2 separate regions of the Mus musculus genome follow, and region 2 is linked to region 1. The links are chromatin contacts, called in public ChIA-PET maps. All regions are on one chromosome and are shown on one strand. The core of a region is the stretch at or near the end of the contact, and the rest is flanking DNA. Distances in the headings are between cores, read along the strand shown. Region 1 holds the start of Ptger2 (prostaglandin E receptor 2 (subtype EP2)). Region 2 holds the start of Ddhd1 (DDHD domain containing 1).

The links. ChIA-PET counts read pairs in DNA pulled down with a chosen protein or histone mark.
Region 2: an RNA polymerase II ChIA-PET map of memory CD8 T cells shows a contact between it and region 1, with 12 read pairs. The contact joins the promoter of Ddhd1 here to the promoter of Ptger2 in region 1. A contact is called at or near these places in 1 of 39 promoter capture datasets (stem cell-derived epiblast-like cells) and 1 of 115 datasets of contacts at active chromatin or transcription factors (memory CD8 T cells).

Annotation. Positions count from the first base shown.
Region 1 is chr14:44,985,066-44,991,030 of GRCm38.p6, reverse strand. Ptger2 (prostaglandin E receptor 2 (subtype EP2)) reads right to left here and starts at 2,920. Exons shown (of 2, transcript NM_008964.4): 1 at 1,224-2,920. The coding sequence starts at 2,066.
Region 2 is chr14:45,655,563-45,661,527 of GRCm38.p6, reverse strand. It overlaps Ddhd1 (DDHD domain containing 1), which reads left to right and starts at 3,385. Exons shown (of 14, transcript NM_001042719.2): 1 at 3,385-4,306. The coding sequence starts at 3,517. Mir5131 (microRNA 5131) reads left to right here and starts at 3,475; the gene lies at 3,475-3,567. Gm34360 (a long non-coding RNA gene) reads left to right here. Exons shown (of 2, transcript XR_383395.3): 2 at 1-51.

The DNA.
Region 1 (5,965 bases), core at 1,671-4,170:
GTGAGACTAGAAGTGCCTTCTTTTAGAGATAATGGTCAGCATCCTAGCCCCACCTCCAAAAGCTAATGCAGCCCCAAACATAAAACACAAAAGCACAGGAGCCACGTTCTGGTTAAATCACAACATTCCCCAACACAAACTCTCCTTCTGGAGTAGCTATGGAGATGCCAGCTTCCACAGTCCAATTCGTTATTTAAGAGGGCGGTGTGACCAGCTCCATAGCATTCCCCACTAAGTATAACTTGCCAGTTCAGACCATCTTCTGTGGTAGAGGAGAGAAGAAAAGGACAAGTGTGAGGGCAATGGGGAGCAGAGCACAGCTGAGAAGGGAAGTCCCTTGGTGACGGGGTTCTGATCTTTCCCCTTGAGGATGAATAGATGGCACCAATCAGAAACATCCATGAGAAACAGAGAAGAGCTATTTCTACTGCTTCAGATCTCTGACTAGACACTCTCCATGCTGTCCTTTCCCAAACCCCCCTTCTATAGTTCTTTATGAAGGACCAGAAGGCTTCAACTTTGGCTGTGCATCCACATTAGGCTTTAGCAGCTCAGCATTTATTTCAGATCTCACTGTCAATGCTGCCTCTAACTGAGCAACACCCATGTTTCTATCCTGGCCCTGCCTCAGTTCCCCAAGCAACCTTTTCCCTCATCCCTGAGATGTTCCAGCTGTTACTGAATTTATCTATGTGCTCACAAAGTGCACAGCTACAGAATGAGGAGCATCTATGTGTGCTCCTGACAGTGACATCAAGAAACAATTTTGTAACTTAATGTTCCTAAAGTCAAATGAAAGAGGCTGTAACCTTCTACACCAAGGGCCTTCTGAATGCTGTGTGTTGACAACTACATTTTGCTCAGGAGAAATGAAAGCACCAAGAGAAGGGGCCTCAAGGATAGCAAAGTGGGCCCCAGTGATCAGATTATAACATTGTCAACATCCTATCTTGGGAGGGACTCCCTCCTCTTCAGTTACCAACCCAGGGAAGAGACCAAGCAGGTTCTTAGAAGAAGTGCTAAGTAGCAACAGTCATATGCAAAGACAGGAGGAGGAAGGAAGGAAGTGGGTAAGGTGAAAAGGAAAGGGGAAGGCAATTGACCTTTGTCAATTAAGACATTTCCCACCCAGGCTGTGCCTAAAGGTGGAAAGGGTGGGGTGAGAGGAGTTTGAGCAGGCTGCGCGGGCTGCTTGCGGGGCTGTGGAAACAAAGGTGACTTACTGTGAAAGGCAAGGAGCATATGGCGAAGGTGATGGTCATAATGGCCAGGAGAATGAGGTGGTCCGTCTCCTCTGCCATCGAAGTCCTCTCTCCTCTCCTGCGAGATCCAGGGCCTCTTAGGCTACTGCCAGACAATCCGCAGCGGCTTCTTCTGCTCCGACGGTGCATGCGAATGAGGTTGAGGATAACGCTGATGTTGCAGGCGAGCACAGCCACGATAAGCAGCAGGAGCATCGTGGCGTACAGCTGAAGGTATGCAGTCCTCCCGTGCCGGATAAAGCACCATGTCCCAGGACAGTACTGGACGTACTCCCCGTAGTTGAGCAGCGGCAGGGAACAGAAGAGCAAGGAGGCCCCATAGATGACAGGCAGCACCGCCAGACCCCCGCGGCGCGATAAGTGGCGCCTGTAGAAGTAAGGGTACCCGATGGAGAGGTAGCGTTCCAGGGCCATAGCGAAGAGCATGAGCATCGTGGCCAGACTAAAGAAGGTCATAGTGAAAGCGAAATAGGTACACGCGTGACTTTCGGGAGCCAGGGCCACCAGGGTCTGGTTTCTTGAATATGAAGCCAGCACCACCGGGCTGATGAGGCAGGTTCCCAGCAGGTCAGTGAGCACCAATTCCGTTACCAGCACGTGAAACAAGGAGATAGAGGTCCTGCTGCCGGCGCTACACCCGGTGTCCCCACGCCAGCGGCGCGCCAACAGTGCCAGTGCGATGAGATTCCCCAGAACCCCGGCCGAGAACATCACCGAGCTGATGGCTGGGCTTTCCCCCGAAAGGAGCCACTGACGACTCTTGCAGTCCTCCATTAGCTTGGAGTCATTAAGAAAATTGTCCATGGTGGAGGGTGTGGAGGAGAGATGATATCTCTTCCAGGCAAGTACCAGACAGTCGGAGGGTCTGATGGCCCCAGGGCTCCAAGACAGAGCAGGGAAAAGGGGAGGGACCGAAATCCAGAGCTCCCTTCCGGCCCCCAACTCGCACCAAGGACAGACTTGTTTGGGTCTCCTGCCTGTACGTACAGTGGCCTCTTCACTACAATATCCGGTCGCTCTCGGTGCTTCTGTGCCTCACCTGCCCTAGCAGGGGGTGCTTGCCAGAGCAGCTGCTCCCTCCAGCGCCTTCAGGGGGCAAGTCCAGTAGTGGAATCCAGGAAAGCAATTTAGATTGCTTGCGAGCTGCTGCCGTGGGGCCAGGCAGGGCAGACACACACTGACAGGGCTCTAGAAGGGACCTGGGGGCGTTCCCAGCGCTCACCCTGAGCTGGCCCATAAGGTCTTCCTTCCTATGGGTTGGAAGTTGCAGTGCCTCTGACTTCAGCTCTGAAGCCTTTAGCCCTAGCAGAAGGCTGGGAACCAGCACAGTTTAATAAGACTGGGGTAACAGGAACTCACCAAACTGAGGTTAAGAGAGTCCAGCCCTGTGAGGTGTGGAGGAGGCACAAAAACATCAAGACAACTTGAAGTAAGAATATGAGAGAGGTTGTTGTTTTCCTTTAAAACAAAACAAAACACAAAACATCCAGAAAGATACCCAACAAAGGTGGGACAAAAACTGGAAGGAACTGAAAAGCAAACCTATCCATCCAAGAAATGGAACCGTGCACACCACAGAGTGGCCTTTGCCTTCCTATAACAACGACTTGCTTAAGCAATCCTAACAAAACAAAACAGGAACTGTTCTTGTAATCCTCTAGAGTCATGTTTGTGGCCCCAGATGGAAAACAAATGGCACTTAAGTGTTCTCTATTGAGGCTCAATCTTGAAGAATCTGTTAATACATTGTTCACATTCGTCTCTCCACAGTCAGTTAACCATTCGAAGGATTTATTCCCGGAGTGTTTTGGTAATTGGCCAGTTTCACAATGAAGCTGGCATAAATAGTTATTTATCATTTGTTGCCATAGTTACAGAGTAGTTAAAAATGCAGCAGTGTTTCTGGTTTTCTCAGTCCAGCCTGACAGACAACGTAGGCAAGGGTATACTACTAGAAAAAGTGTATTTCATGCAGAGAAAGAGAGTGTGCTGAGAAAGAAAGGTTTGCCCAGGAGTAAAAAGAAAGAGCAATGGAAAGATTATTTATGGAGTACACCTTGCTTCTCATGACTTAGCTCACCATGCTTCTGGCCTGGGGACTGGAGGGGTTTTCTAGCAAAATACGGGAAGCAGAATCCATTTGGGAGGCCTACAGGCTCATTTCCCACAGCTGAAGCTATCCACTCCATTGCTAAGTTTGTAGGGCATGGATGCAGTGGGTGTCAAACTCCTCTAGTTTCCTTTCAGGCTGTAAACTGCAGGCCAGTAGCGTCCTCCACACAGCCACCCAAAGTGGACTCTCCCATGTCCATCTTGTGCCATCTCCTCCCACATGGTTGGGGAATGAGCAGAACAGGCAAGACTCTGATGCTGTTTCCACTGTGTTTACTTTCCAAAGGCTTTTATACCCTTTCTGTTTCCATGGTCACCTTATAACAAAAGCCCCTTGTGGCTCTATTTCTATATAATTGTCTCTACCTTTTCACTACATGAGTGACATGACTCTGCTGACTTTAATGGATACCAGAGAAAATTCGAGATCTCATCCCTATACCCTCTGCCTTTTTCTGCTAGTCTCTACCCCAACTTAGTAGCACACTGTGAGAAGATTCTCACAGAGGTGTGTGGACAATCTAGTTTCTGATTACTAAGCTCTGTCCATACCCCTTCCTCAACAACCCCTCAGACCCTAGGGTATGCACTCCCTGCATGTGAGACAGTCTTGGGGATCCTGGGGGAAGAAGCCACTATGAAGCCCCAGACATGGGTTTAAGCAAGGAATTCCCTGGTGCAGGGAAGTTTGTCTACAGGACAGGTGGCTTTGGGGCTCCGTGAGTGATCCCTACTTAAAGGTGAATATGTCACAAGAAAAAGACCAGAGCTAGTTGTATAATTCTTAGGAGTTCATATCTTAGTAATTACTTTTCTGGGCTTCGTGATTTCATTTGCAACATATTCAAATTAGCATTTTTGTTTGTTTGTGTGTTTGTTTCCAGTAGTTGCACAGAGAGAGCTAGCAGTCCTACTGTGTTCCATGTTTCAGCAGTCTCACTGGATGCTTAGTTTGCCATCTCTACCTACTCAGACCATCAGGTCGGTTCAGTAAATTGAATTATCTTCTGTAGTTTGAAAGTGGCTTCTTCCCATTTCTAATTGTAGTGTCAGCATCCCAGTACAAGTTCAGTTTATCCAGAGTCTAGGATTTCTTAATAGAAAAATATATTAACACCCTCAGTTTTAGAATTGGGACATACAGCTTTGCTAATTTTCAGTTCCTGTTCATGAAGCCATTGTGTTTGGGGAACACCATGTGATTAGTAATTGTGTGTCAACTTGGTCAGGCATGGGATGCCCAGGAGCTGACTAAACAGTATGTCTGACTATATCTGGGAGGTGTTCTAAAGAACTTAGCATCCACATTGCTGGACTGACTAAGGCACATAACAGCTCCATTGTGGGTGGGCCCCATCTGGTCTGTTGCTGAGTGAATAGCACTAGGAATATAGGTGAAGGTTGATACCCAGCTTCATTTGGGGCATTGATCCGCCATTGACATTCCTGATTCTCAGGCTTTCAGGCTGACTAGAATCTCAACTTTTAGCTCTTCAGTCTTGAGACTTCTTCCAAACATAACACTGGCTTTACAAGTAGACACACATAGAGAGCCACATGTAAATCAAGGGCTGGAATACAGACTGAGAAAGCTGTTGCTAGGCAGTTTTGTTATTTGAGTGTGACGTACACTATTGACAAAAACATTGTGTATCATATGACTTTGTATACAGAACACACATAAAGAGAAAGACATATACAATTGGTCCTATTTCTTTGAGGATCTCTGACTAATACATATTACTTGAAATATAAAATTCATATTTTCCTTTATGGATCTGTAACTCAGGGGCTTTGGAAGGGAAGCTACTTACCATAGGTCATTTTTCAAAGGCAGGCAAAGATAAACATGAAAGGAAGGAGAACTACTTGGAGGAAGCTAACACCGGGGCTTGCATGTTTCTATTTGCAGGAGTTATGTCTTTCAAAACACTCAAACTTTACTTCTTGATATCTATGCATGTCTAAATAATTTTTTTCAAAGAGAATTCTAAGAACACTATCTGTGCCCTGTAATAAACTACACAAGGCTCACACCATTCACTGTAGCAAACAGAAGTCACTGAAAACTAGAGGTTAGATTTAAAGGATGGTTTTGGCGACAGTCCACAGAGTCCTGGGAAGTTTCTAGGTGGTCTGCTGGTAGATGCTTGTACATGCTGGTACATGCTTGTACATGCTGGTAGATGCTTGCGATCCTCCAGCTCTGTCAGATCTATTCTTTGGCTTTTTGGAGCAAGGCTCTTCCCCTTGTTTCTATGCTAGTCAAGATTCAGCCAGAGAAACAGGTCCACTGTTAGAGATAAATAATGCAGATTTTATTGTTATAAGCCTTTCATTGTCCAATCGCTAGCCAGTAGCCACATGACAGTTTAGATCTAAGTTTATTAAAGGGAAAAAAAATGAAGTTTCTCTAGGTATAGTTCTAGCTATTAGTGACTCCCCTTCGAAGAAGCTCATATGTGGAATATTTTTTTCATTGCAGAAGTTAAGAGTCCTTTAGGTTGTACAACAGTGGTTGTCACCTTCCTAACGCTATGGCCATTTAATTTAATTCCTCATGGTGTGGTGACCTCCGACCATAAAATTAT
Region 2 (5,965 bases), core at 2,136-4,635, 670 kb before region 1:
CTTTGCCTTGCTGTGGTTAGAGAATAAAAAGGAAATAAATGCATGCAGTCATACGCAATCTGCTATCTTCAAATGTCTTCTCCTCACTGTCAGTCTCTTGCCCAGTGCAAGCTGTCCTAGATCTAAGGGGAAGCAGCAGTCTCAATTCCCACAAATATCCAGTGGTATCTCTTCTCCCTGCTGCACTCTGGGGTCAGGAGAGAGCATCAAACACCTTTTTCTTGCCACTTGAATGATACTGAGAAACCAACATCTATTTCAAGAAAAAATATGTTACCTAGCTGGGTGGCCTGCATTAGCATACAAATGATAAAAACGTTCATTCAGTACAAAGTAAAGTATCATTTGTAAAACAGAAAATGACGGTGATGGCCTTTAATCCTAGCATTTGGGAGTCAGAGGCAGGCAGATCTCTGAGTTTAAGGCCATCCAGTCTACAAATTGAGTTCCAGGACAGCCAGAGCTGCACAGAGAAACTCCCATCTCTAAAACCAAATGACAAAACAGACAACAAAAAGAAAAGAACAACGATATTCTTTGATAAAAATGATGTCATCTTTAAGAGTTAAAACTGCTTTAAAAAAAAAGGTTGGAGAGATGGCTCAGCAGTTAAGAGCACTGACTGCTCTTCTGAAGGTCCTGAATTCAAATCCCAGCAACCACATGGTAGCTCATAACCATCTGGAACAAGATCTGAAGCCCTATTCTGGAGTGTCTGAAGACAGCTACAGTGTACATAAATATAATAAATAAATAAATCTTTTTTAAAAAAAACTGCTAAAAAAAAGCAAACAAAACAAAACCACAACTGATTATTAGCATGGAAATACTTGGACTACATCCTGCCAAGAAATGGGAAGACATTTTAAATGTCTTGATTAAAAAGGAAGGAAGGAAGGAAGGTAGGTAGGAAGGAAGGGAAGGAGGGAGGAAGGGAGGGAGGGAAAGGAAAGGACATGGCTGCTCTTAGATATGGTGGAGGAGGAAGTTTATTATAGATATGTGGGAGAGCATGTCTATGGCTCCGCTCTCCCACATATCTATGCTCTCTCACATATCTATAAGACAAAGACATCTGGTAGAGTCCAGAGGACCAGGTGACCAGACTGAGCAGGGCTGTGTGGGGGAGAGAGAAGAACTGGGTGCTGTAGCTAAGAGGTCAAAAGTACAAAAGAGGCAAATGTACTAAAGTACAAAATGGCTGGATTATACAGGGAAGAGGCACCTGGGTAAGGGCAGCCTGGCCCCTGGGCTGGAGAGTTCTGGGGTAGAAGACAGGGTATGCCAGCCATATCCTGTAACAGGCAGGGACTAAGGGATGCTGGGAGAACCTGGAGGTCAGGTCTGCTTTGATATTAATAGGCACCGTAGCCATTTGTCCCAGGGTTTGAGACTTGACACTGTATCTACCACTTTTAATTACACTTTAATATAGCATCTCCTAAGCTAGAGGATCCTGGTTCTCTTTGGCATCGGAAGCATACAGAAGTGTCTGTACATGGGTAACTATCAGAACAGTGTGGATCAATGCCTCCATGAATAAAACACAGTTCAAAGTTCATACTCAATTTCTTACTCTGCATACTATTAATAGAGACATTGGGAAAGAATTTGGGATGCAGAAATGCAGATGCTTTGTTAGTGGGGCTGTAATGTACAAGTGGACAGACTGCTCACTGAGCAAGATTATCCAGCCAATCCAGTCGTTATGGTAGAAAATACCACCCATGTTCCTCTATTTATCATGAATTGCAACAGTATCATCTGCCCATAGAAAGCAGGGCCTTCCAACAGATCCCTCCAAAAGCACAGGGCACAACAGAGATGAGCCTGATTGAAATAATGACTTTGAAGGCTCTCTGACAGGTTACATCCTGAGAGCAAGACAACTTGCCCTACTGACCTGTTTCCACAAAGTAAACATTAACAGTGAAGACTGTCTGTTCTTGAAGTAAGAGCAAGATTGGAGATTGTTTTCTCAAGATAGGATGGGTTTATAAAATGAATTTTTTTTTCAATTTAAGAGAATGGTCTGAGGTGACAGAGTGCCTCAGCTATAAAACAGGATTTCTATGAAGTTACAGCTGACCTTGACCAAACTCATCAGTCAGCCACAGTCCAAATAATCTCTGCTGGGGCAGCCTGTTCCCCAAAATGAACTGCCTTTTAATAAAACAGATAATTCCAGGAAAGGTACATCATAGACCGACACATAGCTCTATGGCTGCAAGAATTTCATTTCCAAGCCACCCACTTGCCTCTATAAAGGGCCCCAGCTAGTTTACTCCCTTCTAAGACACCCATTTCCCTCCGGAGAGTGTCTTTCCTTCTTTGTTTGAAATAAACTGTCCATCTGTTGAGGTCAGACTCTGGTCTCTGTCTTCTCTTTACTCTGTCTTGGAAGTCTAACATAACAGAGCCTCCGTGTCTCCCTGAAACCAGGAAGTGAGTTACAGAATCAGAGTTATACTAAAAACAAAAACCAAACCAAACTTGGGAAGGCTTAAAAGCCATAGAATTACTAGAGACCGTCCGGTGCAACGATCTCCTACTTATAGCAAGGAATAAGACAAATAGATAAAGGAGATTAAGTGACTTGCCTGGAGGTGGCAAAGCTGAGTTTAGAACCTAGGTTTTTGTTTTTTTTTTTTTCCTCTTTCAGTCTAATAATCTACCACACAAGGCTGGCAAGACCAGTTAGTTATAACCAAGGTACATCGAATGCGCACAGACTGTGGGAAAAGACTAAGACATAGGGACTTGGTTTCCATCCAAGGCCTTACTGCACTACAGAAAGAACAGGAAGCATAAGGACAAGAGGGCAAGCAATCTAAAGAACTGGCACAGTGACTCTAGGACGCCAGTTTTGTAAGTGGGAGTGGTCGTGCCCAGGTGAGCAGCAGGCGTAGAGGTGGGGTGCCTTCTGTATGAATGGGCTGAAGGTTGGGAAAGGGCCAAACCAGGTGACCGAGCAGGTCTTTCGGATGCTGAAAGCAGGCCTAAAGCCAGGAACGTGAGCTAGCAACTTCCAGGGCCCCTCTGGGCATACAGCTGAATCACCCACGGGGCTCATGACCCGAAAGTGTAAAGATGAGTGGGCGAGAGCCTCACTGCGGCTGGCATCCAGGGGCGTGGAAGCGAGGGGGCGGAGCCACTGCGTCGAAAGTCGTGAGGCAGGGGCTCCACGGATGCCGAGACCGCCGCGACCCCGTCTGACCCCCGCTTCCAGGCGCGGAAGACTACGTACAGCCTAGCGCCAAACGGGAGCTCCAGCAGAGTCCTCGGGCCTTCCGGGGAGGCGCGCGCGGCTGGGGGCGGGGCCCCTGTGGCCCCGCCCACGCAGGGCTGCGTAACAATGGGGCGGGCCCCGGAACGGCGCTGCGGCGGCCGGGGGCCGGCGGGGAGGCGGAGTCGCCTCGGCCGCAGCTGCTGCCCTGCTCGGGATTTGAAAGATTATAAAGTCCGGGCCGAGAGGGCGGCGGCGTCGGATGCGCGTGTGGCGGAAGCGCCGGCGGCATGAACTACCCGGGCCGCGGCGCCCCACGGAGCCCCGAGCGTAACGGCCGCGGCGGCGGTGCCTGGGAGCTGGGCTCGGACGCGGCGGGCGTGTTCGGCGGCGGCGGCTGCTGCTTCGAGCACCAGCCGGGCGACAGCGTGCCGCTGTCGCTGCTGCGCGCCGAGCCGCTGCACCTGGCACCGGGCGCCGACGACCTGAGCCACCTGGCTCTGGACCCGTGCCTCAGCGACGAGACCTACGACTTCAGCTCGGCCGAGTCCGGCTCGTCGTTGCGCTACTACAGCGAGGGCGAGAGCGCGGGCGGCGGCAGCTCTTCTTCGCCTCCGCCGCCGCTCGTCGCCCAGAACTCGGGGGGCGGCGGGGCGGCGGGAGGGGGCCCCGGGGACAGGAAGCGCGCCCGGCCCGGCGGCGCAGCCGCCCGGCACCGCTACGAGGTGGTGACGGAGCTGGGCCCCGAGGAGGTGCGCTGGTTCTACAAGGAAGACAAGAAGACCTGGAAGCCCTTCATCGGCTACGACTCTCTGCGCATCGAGCTCGCCTTCCGGACCCTGCTGCAGACCACGGGCGCCCAGGCCCGGGCGGCGGGCCGCGATGGAGACCGGGTGTGTGGCCCAAGCTCCAGCTTCGGGGAGGAAGACGAGGAGGACAGCGCCTGCGGCTTCTGCCCGCGCGCGGCGGGGCCTGAGCCGGAGATGGAGGAGCTGGTGACCATCGAGCCGGTGTGCGTGCGCGGCGGCCTCTACGAGGTGGATGTCACTCAAGGAGAGTGCTACCCGGTGTACTGGAACCGTAAGTGGCTGGCCAGGGGCGGGCCAGGCTCGGCGCGCGCTGGACGGCGTTTGGGGGTTCGGTTGCCCCCGCGATGCCTGCCTCGGGTTAGGATGCAGGTTGCGCGGGGTGCCTCGGCAGGTGAAGGGTAAAAGAGCAGATGGCAGCGCCCAAGCTGCTAGCGGGGTCAGGAGGGGAGGATTCCGCCGGGGATTGTGCCTCCTGGGTGAGTAGAGTGCTGCTGCCATCCCCTGGAGGGTATCCAGGAACGGATCCCCAAGCCAGTAGCTTTAGTTTCTTGACCGTACCAGGGGCTTTGTCCACCTGGATATCTGATTCGGTCTCGTGTCTCCTGAAGCTCCTGTGATTTAAATAACATGTCCTGGAGTGAGTGGAAATGCTTGAGTGTTTTTATGAGAATCAACAGTTCAGCTTAAAACCTGAGAAGAGAAAAGCCCTGACGGGAAAGGAGAGTTACAATGTGTTATTCACAGTGGATGTGTTGGGCACAAGAGGAAAGAACTGCAGGAAGTGGCAGTGCGAAGTGGGTCCGTACCCTCTGTATAGAATGTTTTCATATCTCTTGGGTCCTTTTTACATATTTTTACTTTTGCTTCTTAACCTAGAAAAATTGCACGACCTCGGTTTTCACATCTGTTAAATGGGACTGTCATAAAGGTCTGAACGATGCTTTAGGCAACACGGGTAGGTTTAAAATCAGAATGAGGAAGGGTAATCCATAATCTGACGTGGCATGCAGCAGTTATTAATATATATGATATGTAGTAGTAACAAGTTATTGGCCATCAATAATTTGTACCATACAGTATTAACTTTATGGGCTTCAGTGCCCTTACTCAAATGTCTTTTCCTGATCTTTTGGCCCTCTATACATCTTATATTATTTATTCTGATCTATATTAATTATGTGTATTGATGGCTTAGCTTCCTTTCGGTTTATTTAGTAGCTTCTGGTCAGAGTCCACCACCTTTATCTTTGTACTCATAAAGCAGGTATTCGATGACTTGGTACCGAATTGCATCAGTGATTCTGATAATGCTAAAGCATGCATGCATTAGGTGCAAGTAACTATGATGGCAGATTCAGCACATTCCAAGTCAGGTATAGGTAGCATAGCAGGAAATTTCTTGCTACTCTTCAGGACAATAAAGGCAATAAAGGTTGTTAGTTTTTTAAAGATGAGACTCATATGGACTCTGTTAGGTCACCTCTTGATTATAAACTCACTGAGGACGGACTTAGTAGTTGTATGTGCTAGCACAGTACCTCTGTGCACATTGTTTGGAAACCCATGTCTTTCAGAGGCTTCCCATCCCATTTCTTTTTAAATGATCCACACATCACCATGGGTCTTTCCTGCAGATAAAAACACAGAACTTAGTGGACCCAGAAAGCAAGGTCAGAGGGGCTGGAGAGATGGGTCAGCAGGTAAGAACACCGAGGGCTCTTCCAGAAGACCCTGGTTCAAATCCCAGCCCCCATACTCCCCATGGCAGCTCACATCTGTCTGTAACACCATGATCTGACACCCTCACACGGACATACATGCAGGCCAAACACCAGTGCACATAAAGTAAAAACAATAAATATCAAAGGGAGCAGGGGAGTGAGAGCATAGAGCATCCTGGAAAGGGGGGCTGGAGAGTAAAGCTGTCTCT